Linked DNA regions of Sus scrofa: region 1 is linked to region 2. A link is a contact called in public HiChIP or PLAC-seq data. All regions are on one chromosome and are shown on one strand. Each heading gives the region's core, a stretch centred on a gene start, on an enhancer-like site or on the middle of the called end of the contact. The rest is flanking DNA. Distances are from core to core; before and after follow the strand shown. Region 1 holds the start of PTPRN (receptor-type tyrosine-protein phosphatase-like N). Region 2 holds the start of RETREG2 (protein FAM134A).

What was found. HiChIP or PLAC-seq counts read pairs in DNA pulled down with a chosen protein or histone mark.
Region 1: an H3K27ac HiChIP or PLAC-seq map of alveolar macrophages shows a contact between it and region 2. The contact joins the promoter of PTPRN here to the promoter of RETREG2 in region 2. A contact is called at or near these places in 3 of 5 promoter capture datasets (fetal liver, fetal skeletal muscle and liver), 10 of 47 Hi-C or Micro-C datasets (blood, embryonic fibroblasts, fetal liver and 5 more) and 2 of 2 datasets of contacts at active chromatin or transcription factors (alveolar macrophages and skeletal muscle).

What each region holds. Positions count from the first base shown.
Region 1 is chr15:121,347,852-121,352,235 of Sscrofa11.1, forward strand. It overlaps PTPRN (receptor-type tyrosine-protein phosphatase-like N), which reads right to left and starts at 1,377. Exons shown (of 24, transcript XM_003133669.4): 1 at 1,171-1,377. The coding sequence starts at 1,285.
Region 2 is chr15:121,210,907-121,215,264 of Sscrofa11.1, forward strand. It overlaps RETREG2 (protein FAM134A), which reads left to right and starts at 1,464. Exons shown (of 9, transcript XM_021074927.1): 1 at 1,464-1,563; 2 at 2,686-2,792; 3 at 3,978-4,008; 4 at 4,340-4,358. It overlaps CNPPD1 (protein CNPPD1), which reads right to left and starts at 1,982. Exons shown (of 10, transcript XM_021074929.1): 1 at 1,897-1,982; 2 at 830-1,119; 3 at 495-582; 4 at 1-42. The coding sequence starts at 563.

The DNA.
Region 1 (4,384 bases), core at 127-2,626, 140 kb after region 2:
GAATCATAAGCTTCTACTCTCATCCAATGACTATGGGGTAGTTTTTGGCCAGATTCTGAGAGGAAAGGGACTCTCCAAATCCTCCAACAGCATCTTATGATGGCCTGGGACTCAGAAGAGATGGAAAGCTTAGCGTGCTTCCCCTTCGCATGGGAAAGGGGTAAAATGGGGTGCCCCTAAGGCAATGCTCCCTGCACTCTCCCTAGAGTCCAAGGCCTCAGTGCTGCGGGCGCTGTTCGCGGTGCTGAAGCTCTGAGCCCGGTGACGCTGAGGGCTCGCCTGGAAGAAGTTAGGGGGGAGGAAGGGTGACAGGGTGAGGAGTCGCCACGGGACTTGACCTCTCCGCCATTCCAGCCTTCATCGTCCACCCTACCCACCCGCAGCGCCACGGGAAGTACCTTGCATTGGCCTCCAAGCCTGGTGAGGAAGGAGGACGCCAGACGGCGATGCTGCGCCCCTTCCCCTAGGAGCCCCCCGCCCCCAACCCCCACCCCCTGCCCGTGAGTCAGCGCTGACTGTCTCAGTCCGCTCCGTCGTGAGTCAGCACCAGGCCTGGCTGTGAGGAGGGGGACGGGAGACGACCCTTCCCTCTCCACCCTCTTCTGCCCCTCCCCCTTCGGCCCCCCTCTTATCGGAGATCAGATTACAGCAATGGGCCTCTCCAGGTTGAAAGGGAAAGTCTGGCCCCTCCCTCGACTTGATCCTCTACCGAAAGCTGGGACCCCGGTGCTCGCGGGCCCGACTTCTACCGCCCGGAGATCTGGGTTCCCTCTGGCTCCCTCCCCCCACCTCCAGCCCTCAGCGCGGGGCGCCGCTTTGGCGCCTCAGAGCGACTTGCTTCTCCTGTGGTCTTGTATCCCGTCTCTGGGCCCCTCTGTCCCTAGGCACCCCTGTTTCTTCCTCCCAAACCGCAATCGTCCCCTGAACCTGCTTCCTTTAGGTCCCGCCCCCGGGTTCCCAGCCCCACCTCCGGGCCTACGCCCCTTTCCTCTCAGACGCCCTCTCCTCTTCCTCATCTCACGGTGCCTCCCCTACCCCACGCCACACACGCATTCTACCTGAGCTGCCTACCTTCGTGACACTTCCCCCACCCCACCCCCACCCCCACCGAGTTTTGCTCCCGGGCCCATCCTCCAGCCCGCCGCCCCCCACCCCCCGTTTCCTCCTGACCGTGGGCACTAATGGCGTTGCAGCCTCCCAGGCGGCTGCCCAGCAGCAGCAGGCAGAGGAGCACCCGGAGACCCCCAGATCCCCCAGGACCCCCAGGCCGCCGCGGGCGCCGCATCCTTCCGGGCTCCACGCTCCAGCTCCGCTGCCAGAGCTGCAGCGACGCTGGCAGGAGCCTGCCAGAGGGGCTGAGGCGGGGCTTGCCACTCCCCACCCACCGAGGCGGGGTCTACACGCCTTTCTCGCCGCAACTCTGCCAACCCCGGGCGGGTGGTGACGGTATTTCCACCCCCAGCTCTTGCGCTGATTTGCGTCATTTGTGGCGTAAGAGCACTGTCGTAGCGGGGGTCCTACCCACCCCATCCCTCCTACGCCAAATAGTAGGCGCCTCACTAGAATTCCTACTTGGCCTCACCTTGACACATGCTTCTCCCCAGGGGCCACCACCTCTCTCACCCAGTGGAAGAGTTGGCAAAAAGTGTTATAGTTGCCTGAAAGCCAGGAAATATACGTAGAAACCTTAAGATGAGTAATATAAAAGTGAATAGATACACACTCTTTCGCATCTTAATTAGTGGTACTGATGTCATCCTTAAGAGCAGGAATGGTGCCGCGTGTGTGTGCGTGCTTGGATTCCAGTTCTAGCAATGCCACCTACTAGAGCCTAACTTTGGACAAGTTGCTTAACCTCCCGGAGCCAAATTTCCCCATCTGTACTGCCTCACAGGTGGTTGTGAAAATTACAGAAATTAAATTCTTGGGGCTCACTTAGAAAAACCACTGCACTGACATATACTAAACACTTGATACATATTCACTTTTTTCCCTTTCTTTTTAGGGCTGCACCTGCTGCATATGGAAGTTCCCAGGCTAGGGGTTGAAATCAGAGCTGTAACTTACAGCCTACCCCACAGGTACAGCAACGTGAGATCAGAGCCACATCTGCTACCTACACGCAGCTCATGGCAATGCTGGATCTTTAACCCACTGAACAAGGCCAGGGATTGAACCTGCATCCTCATGGATACTAGTTGGGTTCTTAACCCACTGAGCCACAATGGGAACTCCCATATTCACTTTTGTTATTAGCCTTGATTCGCCTTTCTGTCACACGCGTCCACTTCAAATCTATCAAAACCTTAAAGTTTCCACTTGCAAAATATATCTTTCATCAGTCTACTTCTCTCCACACTCACTGTCCAACCACTCTGCTCTTTCATGACACTATTGCAGTAATCATCTAACTAGTCTTTTGTTTCCATTCTTGTCACACAATAAGCTCAGGAGTGAGCTTTCCAAAGTTCTAAATTGATCGTTTTAGGAGTTCCCATCATGGCTCAGTGGTTAACGAACCCAACTAGTATCTACAAGGACATGGGTTCAATCCCAGGCCTTACTCAGTGGGTTAAGGATCCTGCATTGCTGTGGCTGTGGTGTAGGCCAGCAGCTGCAGCTCTGAGAACCTCCATACGCCACAGGTTTGGTCCTAAAAGGACAAAAAAAAAAAAAAAAAAAAAAAAAAAAAAAAATCATTTTACTTTTGCTCTTTAGTAAAAAATTTACAAAATACAAAAAAAGGATAGTAGTGCATAATAAATACTCATACAATCATTACCTAGACTTACCAGTTATTGATACTATTGCCATATTCGCTTCTTTTTATTTTTTACTTAAAAGTAGCCAGTAGACATTATATTTCCCTTCTAAATGTTCCAACACGCATCTCCAAGAAATAAGGATATTTTCCCATATAACTAAAATGCCATTTTGACATGTAGCAAAATTCACAATAATTGCCAAATATTGTTTAATGCTTAGTTCATATTCAAATATCTCAAATTTTTTCCACAAATGACTTTTATCCACTGTTTTGTTTAAAATAGGAGTCAATCAAAAACCAACACTGCAAACCAACTATAATAGAAAAAATAAAAATCATTAAATAAAAAAAACCCAACATTGCATCTGGTTACATTTCTTAATTCTCTTTAAATTAGCATAAACTGGAGTTCCCTTGGTGGCGCAGTGGTTAACAAATCCAACTAGGAACCATGAGGTTGTGGGTTTGATCCCTGGCCTTGCTCAAGGGGTTAAGGATTTGACGTCTGTAGGTCACAGACGCAGCTCAGATCCCACATAGCTGTGGCTCTGGTGTAGGCCGGTGGCTACATCTCCATTAGACCACTAGCCTGGGAACCCCTATATGCCGTGGGTGCAGCTCTAGAAAAGACGTAAGAAAGAAAGAAAGAAAGAAAGAAAGAAAGAAAGAAAGAAAGAAAGAAAGAAAGGAAGGAAGGAAGGAAGGAAGGAAGGAAGGAAGAAGGAAGAAGGAAGGAAGGAAAGAAAGAAAGAAAGAAGGAAGGAGGGAGGGGAGGAAGAAAGAAAGAAAGAAAGAAAGAAAGAAAGAAAGAAAGAAAGAAAGAAAGAAAGAAGAAGAAAGAGAGAAAGAGAGAAAGAGAGAAAGAGAGAAAGAAAGAAAGAAGGAGGGAGGGAGGGAGGAAGGAAAAAAGAAAGAAGAAATTAGGGAGTTCCCGTCGTGGCGCAGTGGTTAACGAATCCGACTAGGAACCATGAGGTTGCGGGTTCGGTCCCTGCCCTTGCTCAGTGGGTTGACAATCCAGCGTTGCCGTGAGCTGTGGTGTAGGTTGCAGACGCGGCTCGGATCTTTCGTTGCTGTGGCTCTGGCGTAGGCTGGTGGCTACAGCTCTGATTCGACCCCTAGCCTGGGAACCTCCATATGCCGCGGGAGCGGCCCAAGAAATAGCAACAACAACAACAACAAAAGACAAAAAAAGACAAAAAAAAAAAAGAAAGAAGAAATTAGCATGAACAGTGCTCTATCATCAAGTTATGATTTCCTCTTGTGACTAGTATGTGTGTAATCCATGGGAAGATATTTGGCACTGTGAGAATATCTAGTTCCCCATCAATTTTACGTCTAAGGTTTTGCCATTCATTGATGATCCTTGACTAAAAAGGTGGCTTTTCTAATTCTATCATTCCTTTAACACTGATTAGCTGATATTACTTCATAAAGAGCATTTTCTCAGGAGTTCCTGTCATGGCTCAGCAGTAACGAACCCCACTAGTATCCGTGAGGATATGGGTTTGATCCCTGGCCTCATTCAGTGGGTTAAGTATTGCCGTGAACTGTGGTGTAGGTCAAAGATGCGGCTCAGTTCCCATGTTGCTGTGGCTGTGGTGTAGGCCAAGCAGC
Region 2 (4,358 bases), core at 214-2,713:
CCTTCGGATCCGGGCACTCAGCTTCTGGTGTCCTGGGAGGAACTGGAACAGGGCAAGAGGGTGGCGGCGGGTGAAGGGCAGGGAAAGGTATGGTGGAGATCCTGGCTCGGGGCTTGAAGCTGGGTGCGGGACGGTAGGCCTGCCTCACAGCTAATGGGGCCTGGGCCCCACCCCGCCTCAAACTCTCTGGCTTGTTTGCCAAAGGCAGTCTGTCCGCAGGGGGTGGAATCCTTCTCCGCTGAGGGCTCCCGAGGAAAAGTTCTCCCAGAAGGGCCCCGGCTGGTCACCTCCTACCCCATTCCTGCACCCCCACAGCTCTCCCTGGGGGCCCAAGCAACCAGGGCCTCCAGTAGGCACGGCTCGAGCGGCTGACGCCCGGTTCCCCGGCAGAGCCATCAGGCAAGCTCGCGGCCCGGCTAGGGCCCGGAGGGGAGCGCCAGGGGTTTGGGCTCCAAGCAAAGAGAGGCCGGGGAGGGGGCGGGACGAGCGCTCACTGTGAAGTCCTGGAAGCCGGCGAGGGAGAAGGTGCCTTCTTCGTCCAGCAGGAGTCCGGCCAGGTCCATCGCGCTGCCAGGCGCCGCCCTGAGAAGGTGGAAGGGAAGGGAACGAGATTAAAGGGGGCCGCGGAGCAGTCCTTGATCGCCTGTTCACCTGCCCGCGGGTCTCTCTCGCGCGGGCCGCCGCCCACGCCGGTGCAGCCCCCTCCCCTCGCGCCAGCGGCTGCAGGCGGAGCCCGACGGGCGGGAACGTCTTCCTGTTCCGCCCCGGGTGGGGCTCCAGGATCTGGGTTCCGAACCCGGGAGTGGAGCTCCAGGGCTGGGGCGCCCACCTCACCGAGTAGAGAGAAGACCCGGTTGCGAGGCGCGTACGGTGCCTTTGCCACGCCGAGCGTCTGCTTCGCGTTTACAAGCCGCGGGGGTGTCGCTGGAGAGTCACCGCCCCGCACTTCCTGCCGCCCGCTGGGCCGAGCCGGGGAAGGAGCGAGGCTAGAACGCCTGGTGTCGAGAAGCCGGGGCAAGTCGCAGGAGTTAAACTCCAGGGTGCCCTCGTCTGAGAAATCAGGGCAGTTCCGAAGGGACCATGGCGCGCTGAGGATGAACGCGCCCGGCTGACCTTTTCCTATCCGTAGAAATGTAAACATAAAGACGTGGGCCGGAGAGTTGGCCCCAACTTTTAAAAAAGAGATATAACGTACATTTAAAACGCGTCAGAAAGAATGCACAAGTTTAACAGGGGTGAATTGTGTACAAGGTGGCAGGCGCACGTTTGGCTTTATATCCTCCTTTTAGTATAGCCTGTAATTTTAGACATAGTTAAGCACATATTTCGTAGGATTATTGCAGATTAAATGACTGCAATATAAAACGCTTGTTACATTGTAAACCACAGTAAATGGTGTCAACGTCCCCTCCCCCCAGAGTAAAGAGCTCCTAATAGGGTTTTATTTTTAAACTCTTCCCCCCAGACCCCAATCTCTTGAGCGAGGGATTAGAAGGAGTTCCGATGCGTGAAGGCGGGCTTGTTTACCGAAAGAGACGGGAAGAAAACAACTTTTCTGAGCAGGTGAAGCTGTGTTTTTGAGTCTGTAGAGTCAAACGGTGGTGTTTGTTTATTCGCTGAGGGGAGGGAACGGGGAGGACCAGTACGACGAGGGTTGAGTAATGGGATGGCCGCCACCCTTCCAGAGCAGAAATAGCTCCTACGAAAGACTCTGAGCATCCGAAGCCCACTTGTCGCCCTTCCCGGCCGCATCACACTGGGAATACCGGGCCAGGACCAGGTTCCCTAGCTACCCTGCCTACATAGGGAGAAGAAAATTGGCTGGGGTGGGGAAACACGGGGATACAGTCCATCAATCAGGAAGCTGACAACGCCCGGCGCAGCCAAAACACGCACCTGCGTAGGAGAAGGGTCATCGGCAGCCGCCTGCACGCAGGCGCAGACCGCCCTAGCCCAGCGGTTAGGTCGCCTCACGTGACGGGTTCGTCGCTCCGCCGTCACGTGACGCCCATCCGCGGCCTCGGCGGCCCGCTCCGCGGCGTGCGCCCCCTTCCGCCTGACGCGCCCCCGGCGGCGGCCGCGCAGCCCTGGCTCCTCGCGGGCTCGGGCGGCGGCTGCGGCGGGGCTATGGCTAGTGGTGGTGGCGGTGGTAACACCGGCGCGGGTGGGAGCCCAGGGCTGGGCCTGAGCCTGGGCCTGGGCCTGAGCTTAGGAATGGGTGAGGCCACCGGCGAGGCGGAGGAGGAGGCAGCCACTGCCGAGGCGGTGGGACGCCTGGCCACGACGCTGTGGCTGCGGCTCCGCGGCTGGGAGGCGGTGCTGGCGGCAGCGCAGCGGCTGCTGGTGTGGGAGAAGCCGCTGCACAGCCTGGTCACGGCGGCCGCGCTCAACGGCCTCTTCTGGTAACGGCCTCGGAGGAGGAGGGGGGCGGGGCCGGGCTGCGCGGGCGAGCGGGGGCGGGGAGGACCCGGAGTACCATTCCCTTCCTGGGGCAGACCCATCTCTCGGTTTTTAAAGGCTGTTGTCCGCCTGGGTTGCCCCATTCCCATTTCCCACTCGACTTTGGTTATCGAGCTAGGCCCAGAGGTTCCCATTCCCCCATCAGTGGGCGCTTGTTCGCCTTTTGCGATGGATGTGAGAGCCTTTCTCACCCACTCACCGCTGAGATGCCTGTCTCTCCTTAAGGTTGCTGTCTTCTTCGTCCCTACGGCCCATCTTTCTACTCAGCATCTCACTTTTAGCCTATTTTCTGCTGGATCTTTGGCAGCCTCGCTTCCTCCCTGCCATCCAGGGTGAGTGTTACTTCATTTTTTTCCCCAAGCCCCATTGAGCACTTGTTTTCTGCCTGACCCTCCTGGCCGGGTTGAATGTTGAGGGGATGTACAGCAGGCCACCTTCCTCCCAAGCACCACTTTTCCCCTGTCTGGTTGGAAAGTAGAATTTTCCCGTTTTCAAAACTAACGTTAGGAGAGTCTGTCCTGGCTCAGCGGAAGCGAATCTAACTAGCATCTGTGAGGACGCAGGTTGGATCCCTGGCCTTGCTCAGTGGGTTAAGGATCCGGCGTTGCGGTGAGCTGTGGTGTAGGTCACAGACTCGGCTCGGATTTGGCGTTTCTGTGGCTGTGGTGTAGGCCAGTGACTACAGCTCCCACTCAGCCCCTAGCCTTAGAACTTCCATATGCTGTGAATGTGGACCTAGAAAAACAAAAAGACAAAAAAAAAAAAAAAAAAAGCTAACATTATGAGTGTCATAGTTGAGATTGTAGATTCTACAGCCAGATTGCCTGGGTTCCATTGTCTTCTCTTATGTTTACCACCTTGTAAACGTCCCTTGATCTCTGTTTCTATTTGCCAGTTTCCTCAACTATAAAACAGGGACTCTAGAACCTCATAATGAGATGGAGAGTAAATGGGTTAATATATGTTACGTGCTCATGGTAGGGCTTCACATATGATAGGGTTACAGGAATGTTATAGTTCTTATTATGTTTTTTGTGTCATCCACATACTTACTTAAGAGTTGGGGAGTTCCCATCGTGGCGCAGTGGTTAACGAATCCGACTAGGAACCATGAGGTTGCGGGTTCGGTCCCTGTCATTGCTCAGTGGGTTAACGATCCGGCGTTGCTGTGGCTCTGGTGTAGGCTAGTGGCTACAGCTCCAATTCGACCCCTAGCCTGGGAACCTCCATACGCCGTGGGAGCGGCCCCAAAGAAATAGCAAAAAGACAAAAAAAAAAAAAGAGTTGGAAGCTCTGTGTGCTAGGCTGTGTATGAGTTGTTTGGGGTGTAAACATGAATGAGATGTGGCACCTGTGAAAAAGGTAAAGTCTAAAGAAGGAGACAGACATAAACAACAGAATACTTCCTGGCAATGGCATTTGAAGAAAGCACTCTGGGGTTGCAGAGGAAGGGCAGCTGTGTCTGCCTTGGGGAGAGCTCTGCCACCCGATAACTTGTCTTCCTCCTTTCTCTACAGCATCATCCCCAGAGGAGCCACACTCTGACAGGTGAGTGCAGGCTCCCCTTTGGAGACAAATGTCCAAATCCTCTCTTACTTGGTGCCCTGTATTACCACCACAGGGCAGGGCAACGCTGCCACTTTTGCAGGCACAGACCCCAGCATAGTGAATGCACTGGTAACAAGCTTGGTCCTAGGTTCTTGTGTAGGTGTTTGGGTGCTTGCCCCTTCTATCCTGGGGCAGAGGGGGTTGGGCAGCCTCTCTTTGGGAGGTGGGGTTGTCCCCTTAGACTGCAGAGCTCATTGGCATTCTCAGAGGGATCTGAGTGCCTAGGAAACTGGTGTCTGAGGCCTCCAGGGGTCATGTCATGTCTCCCCAGTGAGGGTGCGGGGTCAGGC